Linked DNA regions of Rattus norvegicus: region 2 is linked to region 1. Evidence: chromatin contacts called from public Hi-C data. All regions are on one chromosome and are shown on one strand. Each heading gives the region's core, a stretch centred on a gene start, on an enhancer-like site or on the middle of the called end of the contact. The rest is flanking DNA. Distances are from core to core; before and after follow the strand shown.

Evidence for each region. A called contact is a pair of places that touch in the nucleus more often than the background predicts.
Region 2: a Hi-C map of Schwann cells shows a contact between it and region 1, with 9 times the contacts expected there. The contact joins the promoter of Isg20l2 here to the promoter of Pear1 in region 1. A contact is called at or near these places in 2 of 12 Hi-C or Micro-C datasets (the A7r5 cell line and Schwann cells).

The regions. Positions count from the first base shown.
Region 1 is chr2:175,522,939-175,527,562 of GRCr8, forward strand. Pear1 (platelet endothelial aggregation receptor 1) reads right to left here and starts at 2,384. Exons shown (of 25, transcript NM_001134959.1): 1 at 2,351-2,384. LOC134485635 (a long non-coding RNA gene) reads left to right here. Exons shown (of 2, transcript XR_010063838.1): 2 at 1-3,090.
Region 2 is chr2:175,691,931-175,696,554 of GRCr8, forward strand. It overlaps Isg20l2 (interferon stimulated exonuclease gene 20-like 2), which reads left to right and starts at 2,708. Exons shown (of 4, transcript NM_001007741.1): 1 at 2,708-2,949; 2 at 3,685-4,624. The coding sequence starts at 3,839. Mettl25b (methyltransferase like 25B) reads right to left here and starts at 3,207. Exons shown (of 9, transcript NM_001014173.2): 1 at 2,789-3,207; 2 at 2,204-2,326. The coding sequence starts at 2,314.

The DNA.
Region 1 (4,624 bases), core at 1,134-3,633:
GAGGCCCTGAGTTCAAATCCCAGCAACCACATGGTGGCTCACAACCATCTGTAATGGGATCTGATGCCCTCTTCTGGTGTGTCTGAAGACAGCTACGGTGTACTCACATACATAAAATAAATCTAATAATAGGGAGGAGGAAGAGGAGGAGGAAGAGGAAGAGGAAGAGGAAGAAAAAGGTGGAATACAGAAAGACTAGCAGCACAAACTGAAAGATGGCCCCCCATCTGCCAAGCTGGCCTGGGTCAGGAGTCCCTCAGGACTGACCTCCACGTTCCCAACTGGTGAGTGGGATGAAAGCAGAGCCGTGCAAGGCTCCAAGTCACTTAGCAGGTGTAGACCAGATGTGAGTCCTCATCCTGCACCTTGGAGCCTGGGACAGTGCCCACCACAGCCCACAAATCCTTCCAAACACAGAGACTGAGTCCCAGATGCCCCTCTGTGGTTGGAGGCAACCACAGGAAGGGAGAGGTGCCCACACTCAGGGTTCTGCTTGCAGGCTGCTTCTCTCAGACTAAAGGTGTGTGTACATTAGGGAAATACATGAGGGCTAGCCTTTTCATCCTCTTAGCCCTTACGCTATTTCAGAGATGAAGAAATATTCTAGGTGGGTAATCTGCCTTTCTTCACACAAGCTACCAGAGCATAGCAGGGGTGCAGACCAGGCCTCAGTGCAGACTCTGTGTGCCTTTCCTGCCACCCCCATGGCTTCTCCCCAACCTGGAATCTTTGTTCTCAATCTCTATATCCCCAGGCCTTGTTTTGCCAAGTCTGTGTGTATTGCATTGCCTGAGTCTGTGTTTATGTCTGTCCATCCTCTCTCCTCCTGCCCTTCTGCTAGCTCCTGCTCCTCTACAGGGCAGGCACCAGGAGTCACCGTCCTGTACCAAGCTGGAGTTTCCTCAGAGAAGCTGAGAGGTTGTAGAGCCCCAGACAGTGGCTGCGACAACTATCTTTCTCTAGGTTTCTCGCTGGTGGAGCAGGCTGCCTGGGGAGGGTTTCCTCTTCTGGGAATGTCTGATAGGGCATGTTGGAGTGAAGTGGAGAAGCAGAAGCCAACCCTCTCACTTCACCCTTCACTGAGAAGAAAAAGGCAAACAACGGAGGTGGCGGGGATAAGATGGCAGGCTTTGGAAGAGCAGCAAAGGGTAGGCTGGTGGGTAGGAGGCCAGTCCACACCCATCTCACCCGTGCACACGTAGACACAGGTAAGGAACTGTACTATGGGGTGGAGTTGGGTTTGGGGAACAGCCTCCAACCCCCTACGCCCAGCATAGACAGGGGTTGAGAACTGACCCCTTATCCGGCCCTGCCTAAAGCTGAGCCTGGCTGAGCCTGGGAACCTCAACCAGCACATGCTGTTCCAATCTCCGGGGAGCAGGGGTCACTGTCCCCAGCTGGGGCAGCAGGCTCTACTAAAAATCCAAAACACGGAGTCACGAGTCCATGGCTAGCAGCTGGAAATAGGAATGCGAGGTGAGGGAGGCCTTGCTGGATGGAGTTTGGGTTCCTGGGGTCGAGGGCCCACACCATCTGCCTGGCCATGGGCCCGCATCATCCAGGAAAAACAAAAACAAAAAACCTCAGAGACTATAGGTGCCTGCGGCTGACCTCTCTCCTACAAGATGGGAAAGGACAGGCAAATCCAGTCCCTTCCCTGGGCAGGGATAGAGGAGCAACCCAACGAACACTGAACGGGGTCTTTATCCGGGAGACACGCTTTCCCTCAGTCTGTCCCTCAGGAGGAGACAGACAGGCAACTGCATTTTGTTAGTCCCTCCAGAAAGAAGAAACAGGGGGCGGGGAGGCGGCGGAGGGAAGACAAGGTTCAGGGTTAGTTTTCAGGGCTTCAGTACCACCAAGGTTCTACAACTCACAAACAGCACTCTGGAATCCTGGAGAGTTACAGACTGCCTTCCCCTGGGGAAGAGAACATTTTCCCAGGCCGTCCCAGTCCCAGTTCTAGCTCCTAATCCTCAGAGCTACGCAGCAGCTTTCTTTTCTACTTAGATGGGTCTCCCTCTCTCTCCCTCTCGCTCTCTCCTTTCTCTCCTCTCTTTTCACTTAGGCGGCTCTCTCTACTTAGATCTCTCTTTCCCCCCTCTCCCCTAACTCTCTCTCTGCCTCCTTTCTTCCTTCTCTTCTCTTCTCTACACTTAGACGGACCGCGACACACACACACACACACACACACACACACACACACACACACACACACACACACACACACACACACACACACACACACACACCCCTCCGGGCCCCCATCTCCCCTTTTCCGCTCCGCAGGTTTCACCCACCCCACCCCCTCGGCGGTCTCGGGCTCCAGAGCCCAGGGCGGGTCACTCACCTGCCTCGGAGCTCGCAGTTCGGAGGGGAATGGCGTGTGCACCGACGGGTCCCACTGCCCGACGGAGTCCGCTGCGCGGGCAGGAAGGGGGTGGGCCTCCGCCCGCGCCCAGGCAGGAAGTCCGCGCGGGGAGGCTGGAGCCGGGCCGGGTGGGGTCAGCCCTCCGCACGCCTGTCTGTGAAGTGGACCGGGAGAGCCGCCCAACCTGACAGGCTCTGGACCAGCCCCGGCCCCGGGTGTCGCGGTCCACCCGACGCCCCTCTTTCCTGCCCGGCGGCGCCCCCTGGCGGCCTTCAGGGGAGGGGCACCCTGCCTGCGCGATCAGATCATTGGGAGCTTTGCATGGGTTGAAGCATGATGCTGCTGTAAAGAAGCCAGAGCGGGGCTGGGGATTTAGCTCAGTGGTAGAGCGCTTACCTAGGAAGCGCAAGGCCCTGGGTTCGGTCCCCAGCTCCGAAAAAAAGAACAAAAAAAAAAAAAAAAAAAAAAAAGAAGCCAGAGCCAAAACTGAGCAGTTGTCTGTCAGCTTGCTCAGAAGCACTCAACGACCTACCACAGTCAGGGCGCAGAACAAAAACGACGTGCCTGGGGGCGTGTGGCTTAGGCTGCAAGCCCTAGATTGAATTCTAAACAGCAGGAACACCTTTATTTAAGAGTGGTTGACATATGATAAAAGTCTTACTTGGTTTGATGAATATTGTTCCAAAACTTCATCGTGACAAAATATACGCATTATAAAACTCATCCTTTCAACAAATGTTAGGAATACCGTTCAGTGGCATTAAGTACTTCACATGTACAATACTGTTGCTATTATCAGTTTCCAGAGCTTTCTCCTCACCCCAAACTGAAACTCTGTCCGCACCCCCTGGCTCTGCTAACCATTCTGAAGTCAGGCTATACCTCTGTTAGGGGTTTGACCTTCCACATCTAGCTTACTCCACTTAGCATGGTGTGTCATTGGTTTAGACAAATGTGTTCACCCCAATAAAAATGTCCCTCTCTGGGAATGGAGAAATGGCTGAGGGAGGGTTTTGGGGAGTGGTAAGTAAATGCACTTGTCACCAAACTTAAGTTTGATCCCAGGGACCCACATGATAGAGGGTGAGAATCAACTCCCCACACTTGTCATCTGCACCCTCAGCAGTGTCATCCACAGCAGTACATATCCCGCCTCTCAACATAAATATAGTATTTTAAACATTCATCTACACCCCTCGTTTACCTGCTTTACATTACAATGATGACCCAGATTCCATTCTCACCCCTAACCCAAATCCCATGAAAGTTTTTATTTGTTTTCTGTAGTTTTTTTCCCTAGAATTTCTGTATAAATGTCATCATAGAGTATGTACTCACATATGCCCATCTTCCTTCCCTTGCCATAAAGTTTCTGGGCCACTGGGTGTTCTCTACTACAGCAGGTGACAGCAGTGGGCTATTCAAGAACAGGATTGCTGTATCCTGACAGTTACTGATTCTTGGGTATTGTGGTTCCAAGTCGTTTGTGTATAATATTTACTAATATTGTGTATAATATTTGCTAATATATAATTAATAATATTATGATCCAGCCGAGAGACAGGCAATTCTATTTAACAGTTATTCTGATGGAGAAAGCTGTGTTGAGCTCAGGTGCAGTGGATGGCTACAATGTTTCAGTGAAGGAAATATCAAGTTGGACTTTGGTACCACTAAATATCCAGCAGGGGGCAGTAAACGCACAGCTTAAGGTCAGACGGCGTAAGACCTGCGCTCCATCGTGTTTGAAGCCTTGAAAATTACCTTATCCTTCTCATTTAAATGACCAAAGAGGGAGACCGAGGTGCAGAGAGAAAGTGAGACATGCACATGGCCCCACTTGTGCTCCATGCTCGTTTTCTGGGACTGCATTCTGCCCTAAGGTCCCCATCCCATTCCTGCTAAGAAACTTTAAACTTGGGCCCTAGAAATGAAGTTTCTTCTACTGTTTTGCTAAACAGTCACACAGACTGCCCGCTAAATACCCACTTACAATATTAGTAATTCCTCCAGCCTTCGTCAGAGAAGCTACTGGCCCCTCCTCCTCCCCACCAACTAAAGCAAGCTTTATTTAATATCATCCAGGAAGATGAACACTGGCCAGCTCCATTCCCAGGATTCCCAGAGAATGGTCTGGGGAAGCTTCGTATAGCAGCAGACAGGAGTGAACTAGAAACACATAACCAGCCAAAGTGCGGAGAGTTAGCGATGGTGAAGCATTGGTCCAACTGGGACAACTACAACATCCCCTGC
Region 2 (4,624 bases), core at 1,458-3,957, 170 kb after region 1:
CACATTTCCCAGCACTCAGGAGGCAGAGGCAGGAGGGTTTCTGTGAGTTTAAAGATCAACCTGATCTGTTCCAGAACAGCCAAAGTTACATAGAACCCACCTCAAAGTGGGGGGAGAAATCTGGTGCCTTATTTAACAGCAAAATCTATTGTAAACTTGGAGACAAGAGTCTTGTTCCTGCAGAGTTTACTTTGTAAAAAACAGTTGGCAAGGTTGGGTGTGGTGGTGCACACCTTTAATCCCAGCATTTGGGAGGCAGAGGCATTTAGATCTCTGAGTTTGAGGCCAGCTTGAGGTACAGAGTGAGTTCCAGGATAGCTAAGGCTATACGGGGAAACTCAGTCTTGAAAAACCAAACACAAGAATTTAACAGTGGAGGTATAAGTCAGTGTTAATGAGTGCTTGGTGAGCATGCACAAGGTCTTGGGTTCCATTTCCAGCATTGTAAGCTAATGCAAATAACGATTTTAACATAAATAGCACATGCAATAAAACACTAACAAAGAGCTTAGTGGAGAACTACCTCAATACTCCATAGAGAAAAGAAAATTGAGTTGACACCGGTTCAGAGCTGTCATGTAAAGAAAATACAAGCAGAAGAAAATACTTGGGCTGGAGAGATGGCTCAGTGGTTAAGAGCACCAACTGCTCTCTTCCAGAGGTCCTGAGTTCAATTCCCAGCAACCACATGGTGGCTCACAACCATCTGTAATGGGATCAGATGTCCTCTTCTGGTGTGTCTGAAGACAGCTACAATGTACTTATATATAATAAATAAATCAATCTTTAAAAAAAAAGAAGTAAACACTCACACACATATATTTTTACTATTCTGAAAACACTTAAAACAAGTTTTTGGGGGGGGCTGGAGAGATGGCTCAGCTGTTAAGAGCACCTGACTGCTCTTCCAGAGGTCATGAGTTCAATTCCCAGCAATCACATGGTGGCTCACAACCATCTGTAAAGAGATCTGATGCCCTCTTCTGGTGTATCCGAAGACAGCTACAGTGTACTTATATATAATAAATGAATAAATCTTAAAAAAAAAAAAAAACAAGTTTGGGTTTTTTTTTTTTTTTTTTGAGACAGGGTCTTAATATGTAGTTGTTGCTGGCTTAGAACGAAGGAGACTGCTTGTCTCTGCAATCCAAGTGCTGGAATTAAAGTGGTACATTACCATGTCCCAATTCAACGTTTAAAATATTTTAGTGATACTTATGAGATTTAACCCAGGGTCTCATACAAGCAAGACAAAACTTTTAAAATGCATTTTGATTATTATGTGTATGTGTTGTTTGCAGGTGCCCATGGAAGCCAGAGGAACTAGAGTTACAGATGGCTGTGAGTTACCAGTTGTGTGAGTGCTGGGGACAGAACTGGTCCTCTGAAAAAGCAAGAAATGCTTATAACTACATAGACATCTCGATAGCCCTAGACAAGCATTTACTCCAGAACAGCGGTCCTCAACCTGTAGGTTGGGACCTCTTTGGGGGTTTACATTTCAGATATCCTGCCTATCAGGTATTACGATTCATAACAGTAGCAAAACTACAAAGTAGCAACAAAAGATAATTTTATAGTTGGAGATCACAACATGAGGAACTGTATTAAAGGGTTGCAGGATTAGGAAGGTTGAGAACCACTCCACCCCCAAGCCTTGTAGTGCTTTTCTATGTGTATGAGGGATTGGGGAATATGAGACGAGTCTCAACATTCATCTGAGCTGGCTGCAAATCAAGACAATTCTTCTGCCTCAGTAAAGAATTCTTCTGAGGGGTAAAGATTACAAGAAGGTAACTTTATGTATGTCTGCCCTGTTTTGTCCCCCACCCCCACCCCCTTTTAAGGTAACATAGTCCAGTCCAGGCTGCTCTGGAACTTGTTTTGGAGCCCAGGTGAACCTTGAATTCCCGATTCTCCTGCATCTAGCTCTCAGGTGCCAGGATTACAAGTGTACACCACATTTGGTCAAGTACTTCCTCTTCACCAGACCACTCTTTATTGCCTTTTAGTGGAGGTTATGCTCTGGAAAATCTCGGGGATTACAAATAACCAACTAAAATTTAAGTATTAGAGACAGAAGGCTGGGTAGGAATTATTCTAGTTTTCAGCTTTTCTCATAAGGAAGAGATAAAAGCTTTGCAGTGGGCTCCTAATCAACCCCACCATAAGAAGCACCCCGCCCTCAGCCCAGTGGCCTCACGATAATGTAGGCGTCCAGGATGGAACGGTAGAGAGCTAGGACGCGGGTGAGGTCCACAGCCAGTTGCCTTCTCTCCTCACACGAGAGGCCATGGGCTGAGACGCCCGGCATCCTGTGGCTTGACTGTCGGTGCAAGGAGGGAAGAGGTGAGGAGACACAAGGTCGGTACCACGAAAGCATGCAACCCAAGTCGGGCTCAATTCTGCAGGGTCAACGCAAAGCAAGAACTCCAAACCCTCCCGACAACACTTCCTCGGCAATCGCGTCCAATTACAAGTCTAAATAACGAAGCGCATTTGGCAAACGTCACGGTTTCCACTGGGCAAAGCCATTTGCGCAGACGCAGGGTCTCGATGACGTCACAGAAGCGCGCCCAGCACCAGCTTACTGCGAGGCGGTCAACTGCAGGTCCCGCCCTCCCTCCCGGAAGTGGGATCACCGTTCCGGCGCGCTCTGTTCCGCTTTCCGCGGCCCACCACCTTCGAGTTGTACCTCCACGGGGCCCGAGGGGCCGGGGAGCGCATCCCGCCCCCGCCCCCACCCACGCCGCCACCGCCGCCACCACCGTTGCCACTGCTCACTCACTCCGAGTCCCTGGCCTCGCTGCCTGAGGTGGGGGCGCTGCGGGCGCGTGTGCGCCGGCCGCCTTCCCGTTGCCGCCCGCGTTCTTGCCGTCCGGGCATACGTCGACGCGCGCCTGCATCCGGCTCCGGACGCTTGCGATTTTAGTGGGACCTAACTTGGAGGTAGGTATATAGGTGTTCGGGGATGGTTGGGGGACCGTCAACAGTGGCGGAGGTGTCCTGTCTGGATCCTCCTCCACTTAGATCCTCTGCTGTGTGGTGTCACAGGTTCTTATGTTGGGGCCAGGCAAGGTAGATCGCTCCTCCACGTGGAGCCTAGGGAGAGCGATACCTGGATTTGCTCTTCATTTTGTAGCACGTTGAGGATTCCTGGGTGATCCGGAGGACATCTCAGGACTGGCAAATGTTCTTAGAAGTTTCATTTCTCTGCTGTTTCAGTACGCATTTGTTTTGACTACGATAGAGTTCGATCTTTGTGGACCCCACACCCTTTTATCTCCAGCCTTAGCATCCTCACTTTATGTTATTGGTTTTCTTTGTGTGAGTGTTTTGTTTGTATTTATATATGTGTATCGTTTAATTGCCTGGGGCCTACAGAGATCAGAAAGCATCTAATTTTTCTGAAACTGGAGATACAGATGCTGTGAATTACTACTACCATGTGGGTGCTGGGAACCGAACTTCACATCTCTGCAAGACCAACAGGTTATAACTACTAAGTCATCTCTCCAGCCCCAGCATCTTTAGTTTTTAGAATGACACAGATCTGGAGAGGGGAAACAACCCTTTTAAGATCAACCTAAGGGTGAGTTGTGGGGGCTTCGTTAGTTATCCAGGCTTTGGGCTTGCAGAATTGGTCACTTAAGTCTTCCAGAATTGGTCTTCTTTTTCTCTCAGGCCTATGGTGCAAGTATCAGGATTACTTTTGCCCCCAAGGCTAATTGCAGATCTCCTCATGTTGAACTATGGGATTCCACAGAGAATGAGACTCTCATCCTTTTTCCATCAGTGAGCCACTCTTCCCAGCTTTCTCCCACCATCCACTGACCTCATGTCTACCATACTCCTGAATTTGGACTTTGGGGAACCTTCGAAAAAGGCATTTGGAGGAAATGCCAAACATCAACGTTTTGTCAAGAAGCGAAGGTTCTTGGAACAGAAAGGATTTCTGAGTAAAAAGAACCAACCCCCTAGCAAGGTGTCTAAATTAAACTCAGAACCTCCAAAGAAAGGGGAAACTTCAAGAGTAGATAGCATTTCGAAGATCCTTTCATGCCTAAAGAAGAAGAAAGAGGCAGCTGCCTCCAAGAGGGACTCAGAACAGTCCAAAGACAAGAAAGCATCATTGTCATGGCTGACCCCTGCTCCTTCAAAGAAGACTGATTCTGTTGTGGCTAAAATAGATTTGCTTGGGGAGTTTCAGAGTGCCCTTCCAAAGCCTAAGAGACGCACCCAGAAGAAGGGCTCTAAGAAGCCCTTGAAAAAGAAAATTGCTACAGAAAACTCCACCCAAACTCAGTCAAAGGATAAAGGCTCCAACAAGAAGCCCTTGAAGAAAAATGCTGTACAGAACTCCACCCAAGCTCAACCAGAGGATAAGTGCCCTAAAGTCCCTCAAAGCTTGCCAAGGAAGATGGTGGCAATAGACTGTGAAATGGTGGGCACGGGACCCAAGGGGCGTGTGAGTTCCTTGGCTCGCTGCAGCATCGTGAATTACAATGGAGATGTGCTTTATGATGAGTACATCCGCCCCCCCTGCTATATCGTGGACTACCGGACCAGGTGGAGTGGCATCCGGAAGTGCCACATGGTTAATGCTACCCCCTTTAAGACTGCT